Linked DNA regions of Mus musculus: region 2 is linked to region 1. A link is a contact called in public Hi-C data. All regions are on one chromosome and are shown on one strand. The core of a region is the stretch at or near the end of the contact, and the rest is flanking DNA. Distances in the headings are between cores, read along the strand shown.

What was found. A called contact is a pair of places that touch in the nucleus more often than the background predicts.
Region 2: a contact with region 1 is called in a Hi-C map of Sertoli cells, with 3 times the contacts expected there. The contact joins two enhancer-like sites. A contact is called at or near these places in 7 of 484 Hi-C or Micro-C datasets (the HL-1 cell line, the N1E-115 cell line, Sertoli cells and 2 more) and 1 of 9 other capture datasets (embryonic stem cells).

What each region holds. Positions count from the first base shown.
Region 1 is chr8:47,741,322-47,747,637 of GRCm38.p6, reverse strand. It overlaps Gm31786 (predicted gene, 31786), which reads left to right. Exons shown (of 4, transcript NR_166572.1): 4 at 2,521-2,931. Among named protein-coding and RNA genes, the nearest start is that of Gm31786, 5.7 kb to the left of the region's middle. Within about 2 kb of position 4,002, at least 31 of the 459 cell types and tissues checked have an H3K27ac peak or open chromatin away from gene starts, as enhancers often do. A contact at or near this core is called in Sertoli cells, where this site is marked.
Region 2 is chr8:47,928,258-47,934,954 of GRCm38.p6, reverse strand. The region is part of intron 1 of Wwc2 (WW, C2 and coiled-coil domain containing 2); the gene reads left to right. Among named protein-coding and RNA genes, the nearest start is that of Gm39173, 18 kb to the left of the region's middle. Within about 2 kb of position 2,499, at least 122 of the 459 cell types and tissues checked have an H3K27ac peak or open chromatin away from gene starts, as enhancers often do. A contact at or near this core is called in Sertoli cells, where this site is marked.

The DNA of each region.
Region 1 (6,316 bases), core at 2,753-5,252:
CAGGTACACAAAAGGTAGAGAAAATACACACAGGTAAAATACCAATACAGGTAAAAATGGAATAAAAATAGTTTAAATTGCCCGGCAGTGGTGGCGCATGCCTTTAATCCCAGCACTTGGGAGTCAGAAGCAGGCAGATCTCTGAGTTCAAGGCCAGCCTGGTCTACAGAGTGAGTTCCAGGACAACCACGGCTACACAGAAAAACCCTGTCTTGGAAAAAAAAATAATAATTTAAATTTAAAAAGAAATATCATCTTTTAAAAAACTGCAGCAGACAAGAGAACCCTGGTCAATGGAACCCCAAAGTCTGTGGAGACTGATAAAATATCCAGCGGAGATGTTCCAAGAAGACTGATGTACAAACTGGCCAGACCCTTTACAAAGGCGTGTGGTAAGTTCTTGAAAAAAGTGAAATCCTGCCGGGCGGTGGTGGCGCATGCCTTTAACCCCAGAATTTAGGAGGCAGAGGCAGGCGGATTTCTGAGTTCGAGGCCAGCCTGGTCTACAGAGTGAGTTCCAGGACAGCCAGGGCTACACAGAAGAACCCTGTCTCGAAAAACAAAAACAACAAAAAACAAAAAGCAAAAAAACAAAAAAACAAAAAAAAAACCCACAACAACAGCAACAACAAAAAAAAAAGAAGCGAAATCCTGAAGGGATGATTCCTGTTTCCCAAGGTGGGTTGACATTCTGGAGTCTTTTGTCACTCCAAGGGAAAGTGCTTGGACCTGGGCGTCCACTTTATTCACTGCAATTGACAAACTCCCTGCAGGAGAAAGTCATGTGGAACTCCAGGGTTGAGGAGAGTGAAGGAGTGTGTGTGTGCTTTAGGAAAATTAATGCAATGCTTGCAAAAGAAAGATTATATCTGGGAGACATACCTAATGGGTGTAATTGCCACAGTGACTGAGTTACTTGGTCTCCCCTGGTCTCAGTCCTTGGTACACTTCTGTCCTTTGTCGCCTATATCGTTGGAAAGAATCGCTTCACTGACTGCACAATACTCTCTCCTTTAGTACATAGCTATGAAAAGTATGGTGTCACTCAAGGTCACAAGCTCAAATTGGTCGGAGTCCGCAAAGAGACGGGAGTCATTACCTCGTTTGGTTGCTTAGCAGGGTTGAGCCAGCAAATTAGCCACTTCCACGGAAGTTCTGCTGTACTGGCGTCCTACCCTAGTTAGCATCTCATCTCGCTTCTTGATCACCAGCCTCAGAGAGAAATGCCTGCCAGGACCTCGTGACCATGAATGTGCTGCCTTTGAAACAAATCAAAACAACCAAACCATTCCAATGACGATAATAATAACAACCCACCTGCAACAGTAACTGAAGAGGCAAGAATGCATCCTAGGCCTTGAAAGGTCAGCTGCTGTGGGCCCCGGGGGGTGGGGGTGGGGGGTGGGGGGGCTCACACGTGCATGCAACTATGGGCTCCAGCATTTCTGATCATTGTTGTCCCTTAACTCAACCGTTCGTTTGTCCCTCAAAGGGGAGTGTCAGGTTGCTTTAAAACGCCAGCATTGGCTGTTTCCAACCTCCTGGAAAGGGCGATGAATCAAATTACTGACAGCCATTCTTTTTCCTGCGAGCTTGGCTTTGGCTAAAGAGGAAAAGTCTTAAGACTGGGGTAGAATAATAAAGAACATAAGGCCATGGTCATAACCTTGTGTGCTCCACTTTGGGGACTGCTATCCCCACCCCCTGAGTCCCAGCTTAAAAAGACAAGGGCCAATAGTAATGAAGAAAGTGAGGGCACTGTTTGAAACATAACCTACAATTTTCTTTTAATTGAGATAGGGTCTCACTATAACCCTGGATGGCCTGGAACTCGCTTTGTAGATCAGGCTGAACTTCAGCTCACAGAGATCCCCCTGCCTCTGCCTCCTGAACACTGATATTAAATGTGTATGACACCACACATGGCCTCCTTTCTTGATTAAACAACTTAGAACGTGTTACTGAGGGCTGGAGAGATGGCTCAGCGGTTAAGAGCACTGACTGCCTTCTGAAGATCCTGAGTTCAAATCCCAGCAATCACATGGTGGCTCACAACTATCCGCAATGAGATCTGATGCCTTCTTCTGGTGTGTCTGAAGACAATAAATCTTTAAATAATAATAATAGTAATAATAATAATAATAATAATAATAATAAAGAATTGTTACTGAGCCAACCAATTTGTAGAGCAAATTAAAAACAAATCAAATTCCCAGTTAGACATGCTCAAAGCCTGGCACAATAATATTTACACCTTTATTCCCAGCACTTGGAAAGCAGAGGCAGGTGAGTTCAAGACTAGCCTGGTCTACATAGACAGTATGTAATGCCAGTCTCCACACATGGACAGTTCCAGCTCCCCCGACCACATTCTGCGCTGTCTAACACACACCACCAACAACACCAACACCAACAAAAACCCATTACCTCCATCACCAATACTACCATCACCACCACCACCACCACGAACAACAACAATAACAACAAAAGCCTGATAATTTATCTTTCTTGTCTCTTCAGAGTCTTTCTTGGGCCCTATCTCCTAGTAAGGAAGCCCAGGCAGATCATAAAAAGTCACATGGAGAAGAATCAGGGGCCCTTCCCCTGACTGAGCTCTTAGTCGGCAGCTAATTGCACTTCTCTGGCCGTATGAGTGACTCATCGTGAAGCAGGTCTTGGTGCTCCAGTGCAGCTGCCGAAGATGGTCTCTCGGGAACAGTTACGGATCTCCCACGTACCAGATCCCTGTTCAAACTTCCCAACTCGTGTGAGGTGGCACATTTGCAGACCCAGTAGTGAGGAAGCTGAGGCAGGAGAAGAAAGAATTCAAGGCCAACCTAACCGACAGTGAGAGCTCCAGACCACCCAGGGAGATGTAGTGGGAGCACCTGTCTCAAACAAATACAAAGTAACAAACAACAACAACAAAAATCTTTCTTGTTTTAAGGTGTTTGTTATTTTGTTACAGTGACTAATGCCTAAACACAATCTTCCCTCCTGCAACCTCTCTCTGCATCCTTTTTTTTTTTTTTACCTCGGGGGCCTATTCAATACTCAAGATACTTGGCCAAGGTTGCCCTCAGTTAATGTGTAAATGTAGATAGAAATGTAGAACTCTGGTTCTGCTTAGAATTTAGGCTCAAGCCATGTTGTGGGTGGGGCCTCTGAAGCTGCTTTTTACAGCTACTGCAATGCTTGGTGGGAAATGTAGCTCACAGTAACCCCCCAAAAGAGTTCCGGGTTGTTCGAGGGATATGAGCGTCACAAGAACCAAGGACAGAACTCTACCATCAGATCCAGTGTGAGAGAGAAGCCACTGTAGAAAGTGGGCAAAAGCAATCTCCGGGGTTGACCACTGGGCGGTGGGGTTCAGAGATGCTGCAGTGACAGACACCAAAGCAGTGAATCGGAGTAGACAAAAGGAAAACTGGGAGTGCCACAGTTTGTTGGGAAGGGAAGGAAGACAGACCATGAGTAGTCGAAGGAGGAGGTGAGGTTAGGGAAGGAACTTGTAGATTAGTTTGGTCTTAAAGATGAGACATTGCCAAACCAGTGTTGTTCAAATGATCCCTGAGGAGGCAGTGGAGTGCACTCGGGATGCAGGGAGATGATGGGGTGTGAGAACTACACAGGAGGAAGAAACGAAAACGGAAAGGAGAGAGAAGGAGTAAATTGAAAACTATGCCACTAGCTTTTACAGGGAGGACAGCAAACTGGATGGCACATAGGCAGACCACTTGAATGAAGATGCATTCTGTCCATTCTTAATTCAAACGGTCTTCTATACTCCGATAAAAAGCGTTTTCCAAATAAAATCATCTCTTTTTCTAAGCACACTTTGTCCTTATTTATATGACAGAATAAAAAAAATTAAACAAAACATGGGCCATCCATATGAAAAGTGGAGTCTAGCGGGATCTGACTATCCAGGTATGCTTGTGCCTGCACAACCAAGGCGCCCTGGAAGAAAATGGAAAGCAACAGCCTTCCAGGCAATCCCGGTTCCTCCAGCGCCACCCAGTGGCCACAGTGGAGAATGTCAGGAGCGCGCCGCAGACCTGGAGAACGGAGCTCAAAGCCTATAAAACAAGCCTTTGTGTTGAGAAGGTGCTTTTCCTGCCAAATCAAGTCACCGTGTGTTACAAATCCTGGAAGAGCAATCCGGAGGAACAAAGCCCTGATTTTTTTTAAAGCGAGTGTGGAAACCAAACCCTACTTCCTTCCTGAAGGATTAGGGCGTATTGAGGTTGATGGAGTTGGTCATCTTGTTTCAAGGATGACCTGCTGGCATCGCTACCTGGGCCCGGAGAGAGGGAAAATATTTAAGCTCTCCGGGGAGTTTATCAAAGGTTTTTCTGTTCGGGTTACTAAACGGTTACAAAGGGCTCTCTATGGCTGTTTTGCTCTATGCCCCACCACCACCACCACCGTTCTTGCTTAAAGTTTGTTAATAACACTGAACCTGACTCTCTTGCCTGCATAGCTAAGGGCAAATGGGCTTGTGAGCCAGAATGAATGGCACCTTAGATGTCCTTGTGTGCCTCCCTGCGGCAAAACGGCTTCTCAGTACCCTAGGAGGCAGGGGGGAGGGGTTGCAAGGAAACACACTAAATTGTGCTCTATTGCCCACAGGACACATGGTGAAGCACAAATATTTTAGACCTATGGGTCTTAGCTACTTTTCTACTGCTGTGATAAAATACCATGTCCAAGGCAACTTATAAGAAAGGCTTTTTAGTTAGGCTCATGAGTCCAGAGACTTAGAGCCCATGATGGCGGAATAAAGACATAGAGGCGGGAACAGTGGAGAGAGTTCACATCTCCAAGCGACAAGCAGGAGGCAGGGGGAACACTGGGAAAGACAAGAGTCTTTTAAACCTTAAAGCTCACCCCCTGCACCACGCTAAACTTCCTGCAACAAAGCCACACCTCCTAATCTTTCCCAAACAGCCACCAGTTGGAGATCAAGTATTCACACATAGGAACCTACAGAGGCCATTCGTATTCAAATCTCAACAGTGTGCGTGAGTGTTTGGCCCGCACGTATGTATATGTACCATGTACATGTCTGATGCCAAGAGAGGCAATGGATACCCTGTAGCTAAAGCCACCATGTGGTGCTATGCAAGAACAACAGGTGCTCTTAAAACACTGAGCCATCTCTCTAGTCCCAGATGATCGTGTTTCTAATGAGATACTATATATTTGGTGGTGATGAATTTTACCTTACGATACAGAGTGTTTTTTAAAATGCCATACTGTGAATTGTATATTAAATCAACATGCCTGTGTGGTAAGAAACTGAAGCCATTCTGTTTGAGGGTCTCCTGCCTGACTCGGGGGGGTTGCGGTTCTATTTATCTAAGAGCCAACACGGAGCCTTTAACCCGAGCCCATCAGTTGCTGCCCAGATCCATGCCTGCTCCAGACAGTCTGATCCCTAAGGACAGTCTGTTCCCCTGAGTGTGAGACCCTGTCTCATGGGGAGACCCTTGCAGCCTTTCTCCACCCCTAGGGGGCTTGGTGGCCTCAGTGGGACAGCACTTTACTATATGACTTCTCTATGCCTCTACTCTGTCGCCCGGGAGGAGCTCGGTGAGTCTGGTGGTACAGAGACCTCACACGGTGAAGGTTCTTTCTTGCACCCCTAGGAAAGCTCTCCCACGACCCTCAACATCATCCAAGACAGATGAACTGCTGGAATGATAACGGGTTCTCGCATACCTATTTCCTAAGAAGGAAATATTCTCCCCTAGAGAAAAGGGAGAGGGGCTCAAAAAACACACAAGGAAGTAACAAGACCCAGGAGCTTCCACCCTAAGGGTTACACAAACAGCACACAATTGGGGCAGGGGAAGCTCTGCTGGAATTGCCTACCAGGAACACAGAGGACTCCTAGAATGTGACTCTCATAAGTCGTCCTATGCCTATGCTAGGCTAGGGTAAGAATTTTAGGGATGTAGCTACCTGAGTCACTGAGAATCCCAATAAATGCATTGGCTCACTACACTAGACTCGGATGGAGCCATTTCATTGGAATGTCATCTGTGCCATATCTGGACTCAATAGATGGTATTAACGTCTCTCCACAGGGAGGAAGGGGCAGCAACAGGACACTCACATGATGTCCCCCAGAAGGTCTGGTGAAACTGGAACACATGTACAAAGGAAGCAGCATACGCGGCCATCAGTATCTTCATGCCTGTGGATGGGTTGGAAGACACATAAAACTTTTCCAATAGCAATGTGCCATGACTTTGGGTGTGGCCCACGGGAGGTGTTTCTTTATGCATCCCCGGTCTAGTCAGTGAGGACA
Region 2 (6,697 bases), core at 1,250-3,749, 190 kb before region 1:
TGTGTGTGGGGGTGGGGTGGGGGGGTGGGGGATGCATAGCTGTGTGGAGGTCAGACATTGGAGATTTCCTTTTTTGCTATTTATAGAATTTTTTTCAGCAGGATTGCTTGGACTTGAGTCTTTCGTGTTTTTATATGAATTTTAGGGTGATTGTTTTCCTATTTCTGTGAGGAATGTCATTGGTATTTTGATGGGGATTGCATTGAATCTATAGATTACTTTCAGTAACATTTCCATTTCACAGTATCTATCAATTCTGCCAATCCATGAGCATGACACGCCTTTCCATTTTCTAGTTCCCTCACTTCCTTTCGTCAGGGTTTTGTATCTGGTAATTTGTTATTGGTGGTGTCTTTCAGCTTGTTGGTTAGACTTATTCCTAGATGGTGGTAGTTGTTGAGGCTGTGATGAAATGTTCTTAATTCCATTCTCAGGAAGTCCATCATGGCCTGAATAAAAACTACATATTTTTAATATGGCTGCTTTGCTAAATTTGTGTATTAGTTCCAAGCGCCTTTTGGTGGGGGCTTTGGGGGCTTCGTATATAATTGTGTAGTCTGAAAATGGGGTAGCTAATCTCAGCCATTCTGCTCTTTTTTTCTAGTCAGATCCAGGGACTAATGACCTTTCTTCCCAGTAATTTACTTTGGCTAGTGATTAAGAGCAGAAATGGTATGCGTGTCCCCGTCCCTCCCGTTTCTGATGCTTGTTCCGGTTGGAGGTGTGGACATCTAAGGTGCAGTCAGGGATGCTGAGCCACGCGGAGGCTCACTGTCTGGAGAGGCAGCTTCGACAATGCTGGGCTTGGCTTGAGGGAGGAGGATATGAGATGTGGAGGGTTTTGCTGCAGCAGGGCCTGGCCTTCATGACACACACAGCTTTTAGTGATATTAAAGGAGGAGACACAAAGGACTGTGTGCAAGCTGTGCACTAGGGAGTGTGCAGCAGTACTCAGGCACAGCCTGTGTATCACTGGGGCACCCTCAGCAGCCCGCCTTTCCTCTTGGCCCTTAGTTAGCATTCCATGGTACAACTCAATCCGTCCCCAGCCCGACAAATGTCAGCCCAGTGCCTGGGCTTCTCCGAAACGACCTGCAAGGGAACTGGGGAAGCTTGCTCTCAGTGAGTTCACATTGCCTCCATTTTTTTTGTTTCTGACAAGGCACCTTTTCTGTAAGCTGCACCAGATGCTGGCCTGCAAGTCTCCAGCGCCTCTGGTTGAGCCTCTGCAGAGAATTGATTCTTCCCTCCCTGCCAGCTCTGGTGCGCTGTTTCCTAACTGGCTTCCCAGGCGCAGGCTACAGTGAAGTCTTGGAAGCTGGAAGCCCATTTCAGGCTCTTGCAGTGCGATTTGATCTGCTTCTGGGCTTTTTCTTTGGTGACTTGGTTTCCCCATTTTTCTGGTTTGCTAAGTCACCTCTCTACCATTTCTCTGTTACCCCTAATTAAGGTGCTCTTGTCTATGACCCCTCCTTTATTCCTTTGCATTTATGGTTTTTTTTTAAGTTTTTGTTTATTTTTATTTTTTGTGTGTGATTGTTTGCCTAACTTTACATCAGTGTACCTTGTGTATGCAGTGCCCTCAGGCTAGAAGAGGTCACCTGGTCCCCTGGGACTAGAGTTAGTGACAGTTGTGAGCCACCATGTTTGTTTCCTTTCAGAAGTTTATTTCCCTTCATAGTTCAATTGAGCCAGGTGTAGTGGCGAATACCTTTAGTTCCAGCACTTGGGAGGCAGAGCCAGGCAGATCTCTGTGAGTTCGAGGAGCTTCGAACTGGTCTATAGAGTGAGTTCTAGAACAGCTGTTCCAAAGCTACTATACAGAGAAACCCTGTCTCAAGGGAAAATAATTCAGTTGAGATAAATACTCAGTTTGACATTCCTAATTCATCGGAATAGAGCAAATCCTTAAGTCATTTATTTTATGTTGTTTTGAGTTTTGGTTCTATCTAATTTTGAACATACTTGTTCCTATAGAATCGGCTAAATTACTAAAGATATGTCCCTGATAAGGAGGGGTTGGTGAAAGCCGGCAGGGACAGAACATCTTTTATTGTTCACTGATGATAGTGGTCTTTCCTAACTCCTGTGCTACTTACTGCTCTAAGCCTCAGCGAGGCTCTGGTCTGCGTGGCTCATCAGCTTTTAGAATAAAGGGACGGTGTTTCTGTGAGCAGCTCTATCTAGAGCTCGCCTGGCCCAGCCCAGCCCATGTCACCTTGCGTGTCACCTTGTCCCCTGTGCCTGCACTCAGCCTCATGGCTTTTGTTTGCCTCAAATGGAGTCTGAGGCTAAGCTCAAAGGGCATGCATTTTTGTTTATGACTAAGGGCTGATCTCTGAAGTTATCAGACATTCCTCACATTCCATATGTCTAACTTTTAGTGCTTGGCGGATCTGGTGCTATGCCAGAAGAAAACACAGGCTAGCGAGGAGGAGGAAACACCACAGTGGAGAAATCCAGCCATATGTTTACCTAGCAAAGCACGCGTGCAGTATGGAATGGATTTGTAGCATGTCAATGCCATTCCTTAGGCTGCTTAGCAGCATTGCTCACTTTTCTGATATTTGAGTCTTGAAATTCCAATCTAGGAGCTTTAGAAAAACCCGTGATTCTTTCCATCTGTGTGCATGTTGTTCTCAGGGCCAGCGCTCGGTGCTGTAGTACAATAGCAAAGGCTAGTGGTATTGTGGGAGTGACTCTGTGTGACGGATGGGCGTCATCAGTACAGATGTGGTCCACAGAGTCAGACACACTGAGTGCTGAAGGAGGAGCGCCACCTTTTGTTTGTCTTCCCAACCCTGCGGGAGAAGGGACTGTGCAGAGGGAAAATGGCATCAGCGAGTCAAGCACGGAGGGGTCTGTGACAGACAGCACACTCGCATTGGTCCACACTGCTAAGGAAATAAACAGCTGGTAAACTCTAGTGACCCCTTGCTTATATAGCAAGTCAACTGAAGATGCAAGTCCAGAAGCACTCATGCAAACCATCACATGGCCAGTCTGTCACTAAAACGTGTTGCGGAACCTCCAGTCTGCCTTGGCCAAATATTACATATACTACAAAGACATCAAATTGGATTCTAATGTCGATAACTTAAATGCAGATTTTAAAAATATTTCAATCAGAAATTTAAATAAAAGTCTGAATTTTTTTTTTTTTGCCCTTTTTTTCTGGCATTCATCAGGATTTAGGGAAAGTAAATAAGAAAGTTCCCTCATCTTATATAAAATATCTGTGTAGACATTCTGTAGAATCTGGCTGTAATTGAATTATATCTAAATTAAAAAGCCTTTAGCCAGTGTTCCTAAGAAACCCAGCAATGTTTATGGATGCAGATGTCCCTTCCCTACGTGCCCACACCCTGGCACAATACGCCTGCACACACAGTACGCCTGTACAGGCAGTATGCCTGCACACACAGCAAGCCTGCACACACAGCACGCCTGCTTCTGGCTGTGCTTTCCCTCCAGCGTGAGCAGCTGCAGGTGTGTAGAAGCTGCCGGACTCGTTTACCTTCTCAAAGCTTCCTTTGGAAGAGTCAGACTGGACTTAATTGTCTGGGAATCTGCTGTGATGCCTTCGTGGCCTTCAGTGCTGGGTGCCTATATGAAATGAGAGGTATCTGCGGGATGCAGGAAGAGCACTGACTGCAGTTCCATGGGGACCAGTTAGGTGACGTCCTGTCAGTGAATGATCATGCTTCACTAACTAGCTAGATATCTGATATATCTCAGCACTCCTTCCTGAAAAGCTTCACGGCCATGGCAACCCAAAACTTTCTCCGGTCCAGCACCTTGTTCCCATCACTCACCCACACAGTTTATGCGTGTGTGTAGCTGTGTGACAGGTGCCACCCTTCTGAGTTCACCTTTATAAACCTACATCGGACAACATACCAGTCCGTATCTAACCTAGAGCTTATCCAAGGCTACTTGATACGGCGTTGTTTGAGGATGATTAAAATTCCCATCAGCACCAGGCTGTACTGCAAAGTCCAGTCTGTGATCTCACGGTGAAGGAAGTAATATGACAAGTGAAAGGTCAACCCCAGTGTGTTGCTGATGTACAACACAGGCTCCAGGGAAGGTCTAGAGAGACAGCTACTTGTTGTAGAAGGTACTTCTGAAGAGAAGAGCGTGGGAACTGAGTATCTGCTACAATGATGCAGTGTTTAACAAAGAAGGTGCAGTCTTGTAATTTCCTGGTAACATTGCAGTATTTTGGTTTGTTTGTTTGTTTGTTTGTTTGTTTGTTTTGTTGACTATGTAGTCCTGGCTGTTCTGGAACTCACTCTGTAAACCATGCTAGCCTCAAACTCCCGGAGCTCTGCCTGCTTCTGCCTCCCGAGTGCTGGGAGTCAAGGCGTGGGACACCGTCCCTGGTTCCTGTTGACATTTTGCAGAACAAGATCTAAAAAACTGTGTTCAAGAGACCACAGCTGCTGTGTGGAGAAGGGAGCACAGAGGGACTAAACCTTGGTCGCAGTTCCGGAGCAGACACGCCAGTGGCTTTGATTCCAGAGAGTCAGCCTATAGGGCTTTGATGGACTCAGTAACTGGCTGTTGGAGGAGGAAGCATCCCGGCCTGAGTGTCTGAGTTCCTGCTGCTGCTGCCGTTTTCTAAGATCAGATTGTGTGTGGGGACAGATGGAGGTGAGGGATGGAACTTTGGAGGGGGCATCACGGGTTGCAGTCTGTGTGAGTTAGGTTTGCTGTGGTCGTAGGTGGTCCTGTAGCACTGTCAGGTGGAAACAGCTGGCTGGAAATCACGTGTCCACTTGTTGTTTTCCCTTCAGGTCTGTCTGTCAAGCACCTCACATCTTGCTAGGTGCCTGGCATACAAAGATGAAAAACCAGTAGAACGTCTGTGGACTGAACAAACCGAGAAATGCAAACACAGTGAAAATATTTGAATGGGAAAAAGATTTTCCAAGCTTATAAAATGTCTCTAATTGGTGTCATCCCAGAGACGAGGAAGGCACTTAAGTTAATTTTAAAGATGAAATCTTAAAGGACAAACACGCTGAAAAGGAGAACCGGGCAGAAGATGGGCATTGGAAGGAGAGAGGATGCTGGCGCTGGCGCCTCCGTTAGGAGAGTGGACTGGGCTTTCGTGGACTCTGTGGCTGTTCAGTGGTTGGTGTCCGGGCTCCACACTGTGGGTGTCTTGCTCCTACGCTGTGGAATCGTGGGACACTCTCATTCTTTGTCACCTTTTCTCGTTCTTTCCTGCTGTTAATGAAAGTTAAATACCTTGTTGGAACTAGCGGGTTTTCTTTCTTCCCTGATGTTGGTATTTGTAGAACACTGTGTCAGTAATTTTTGCCAACCATATTAAAAGCAACCTTAGAATTATTAAATTGTAGCATGATGGATAATGGCCCAGCCCAGGAACCTTTCTTGTAGGCAGGATCGTTGGGTGGGCTTTGTGTATGGAAGGTGCCTATCGGTGTGGACCCAGGCCAGTAGATTTCCTTACTTTTGAAGACAACTTCCCTTTTAACAAATAGGGAGTCTTCAGATAGGTAAAAGAGAAATCACTGATTTAGTCTGAAAATACTGTTCTTTTCTCAAAGGAGGACAGATTTGTAGAGTACTTCCTGTAGAGTTTCGGTGCATGGCTAGCTGAGACTTGGGTTTCGGATGGCAGCAATGCAGGAATACCTTGGTGCATGCCCAGGGCTACCTTGATGGCAGTCGGAAAATGTAGAGAAGACAAATGTTGATTTGTTTAGAATTCTAACACTGTGGTGTGACTTAACAGTAAGGATTGCTTTGTGTTAACTAAATTACCCCCCCCCCTTCCTCTCCTCATAGCTACCTCATTACTTGAATAATTTTCTTATGGTGTCATAAGGAGATGCAACAAAACATAACTTGTTTCTAAAATGTGCATGCGGGTGCCGCTGTGAAAACACCATCCACTGTGGACGGTGTCCGCCAGAGGCCGCCTGTGTGCAGGACAACCGTCACAGGGCAGAGGCCTGCATCCTACACCTTGGTGTCCTGGCAGAGGAAACTTGCTTTCATCATCTTTAATGGAGTAGCTCTCTCCCCGCATCGAGCATCGCTGCAGAAGGACCCCGGAGTTGCTAATGGGGGAGCCGGCACTCTGGGTTTCTGTAGAGGAACTGGGTATTTGTGCATTGCCAAAAAGTGGCAGCAGGATCGGCCTCTGGCCAGGGCAGTTATACTCAGCTTCCTCTGGTAAAGACTGCCTGACAGCTTCTGCTGTTCCCTGCTATGGTCCTTAAAAGCAAAAACCAAAATAAACAAAGGGCAAAGAACAAAAGAAGATAATTAAATGTTTGCAGGCAAAGTAAATTGTGAGTTTTATTTAACCTCACAACCATCTGTAAATTTTGTTTTGTTTTGTTTTGGAGGATGTCTTAAAGTTATATGTATCTGTTGACTGTGACTGTGTTTGTGGGCTGTGTATGTGTGTGTGATGTGTGAGCAAATGTTTGTGATTGTGTATGATATGTGTGTATGTGTGTGTGTGATGTGTGGACAAATGTTTGTGATTGTGTGTGTATGATTTGTATGTGTGTGTGTGTGTATGTGTGTGTGTGTGGTGGGACTGCACCTGTGGAGGTCAGAGGACAACTTGTAGTCAATTCTGTCCTCCTCCCATGTGGGTTCTGGGTGTGGTGACCTAAATAGCCTTTATCATCTGAGCCATGTCCCCTGTCTA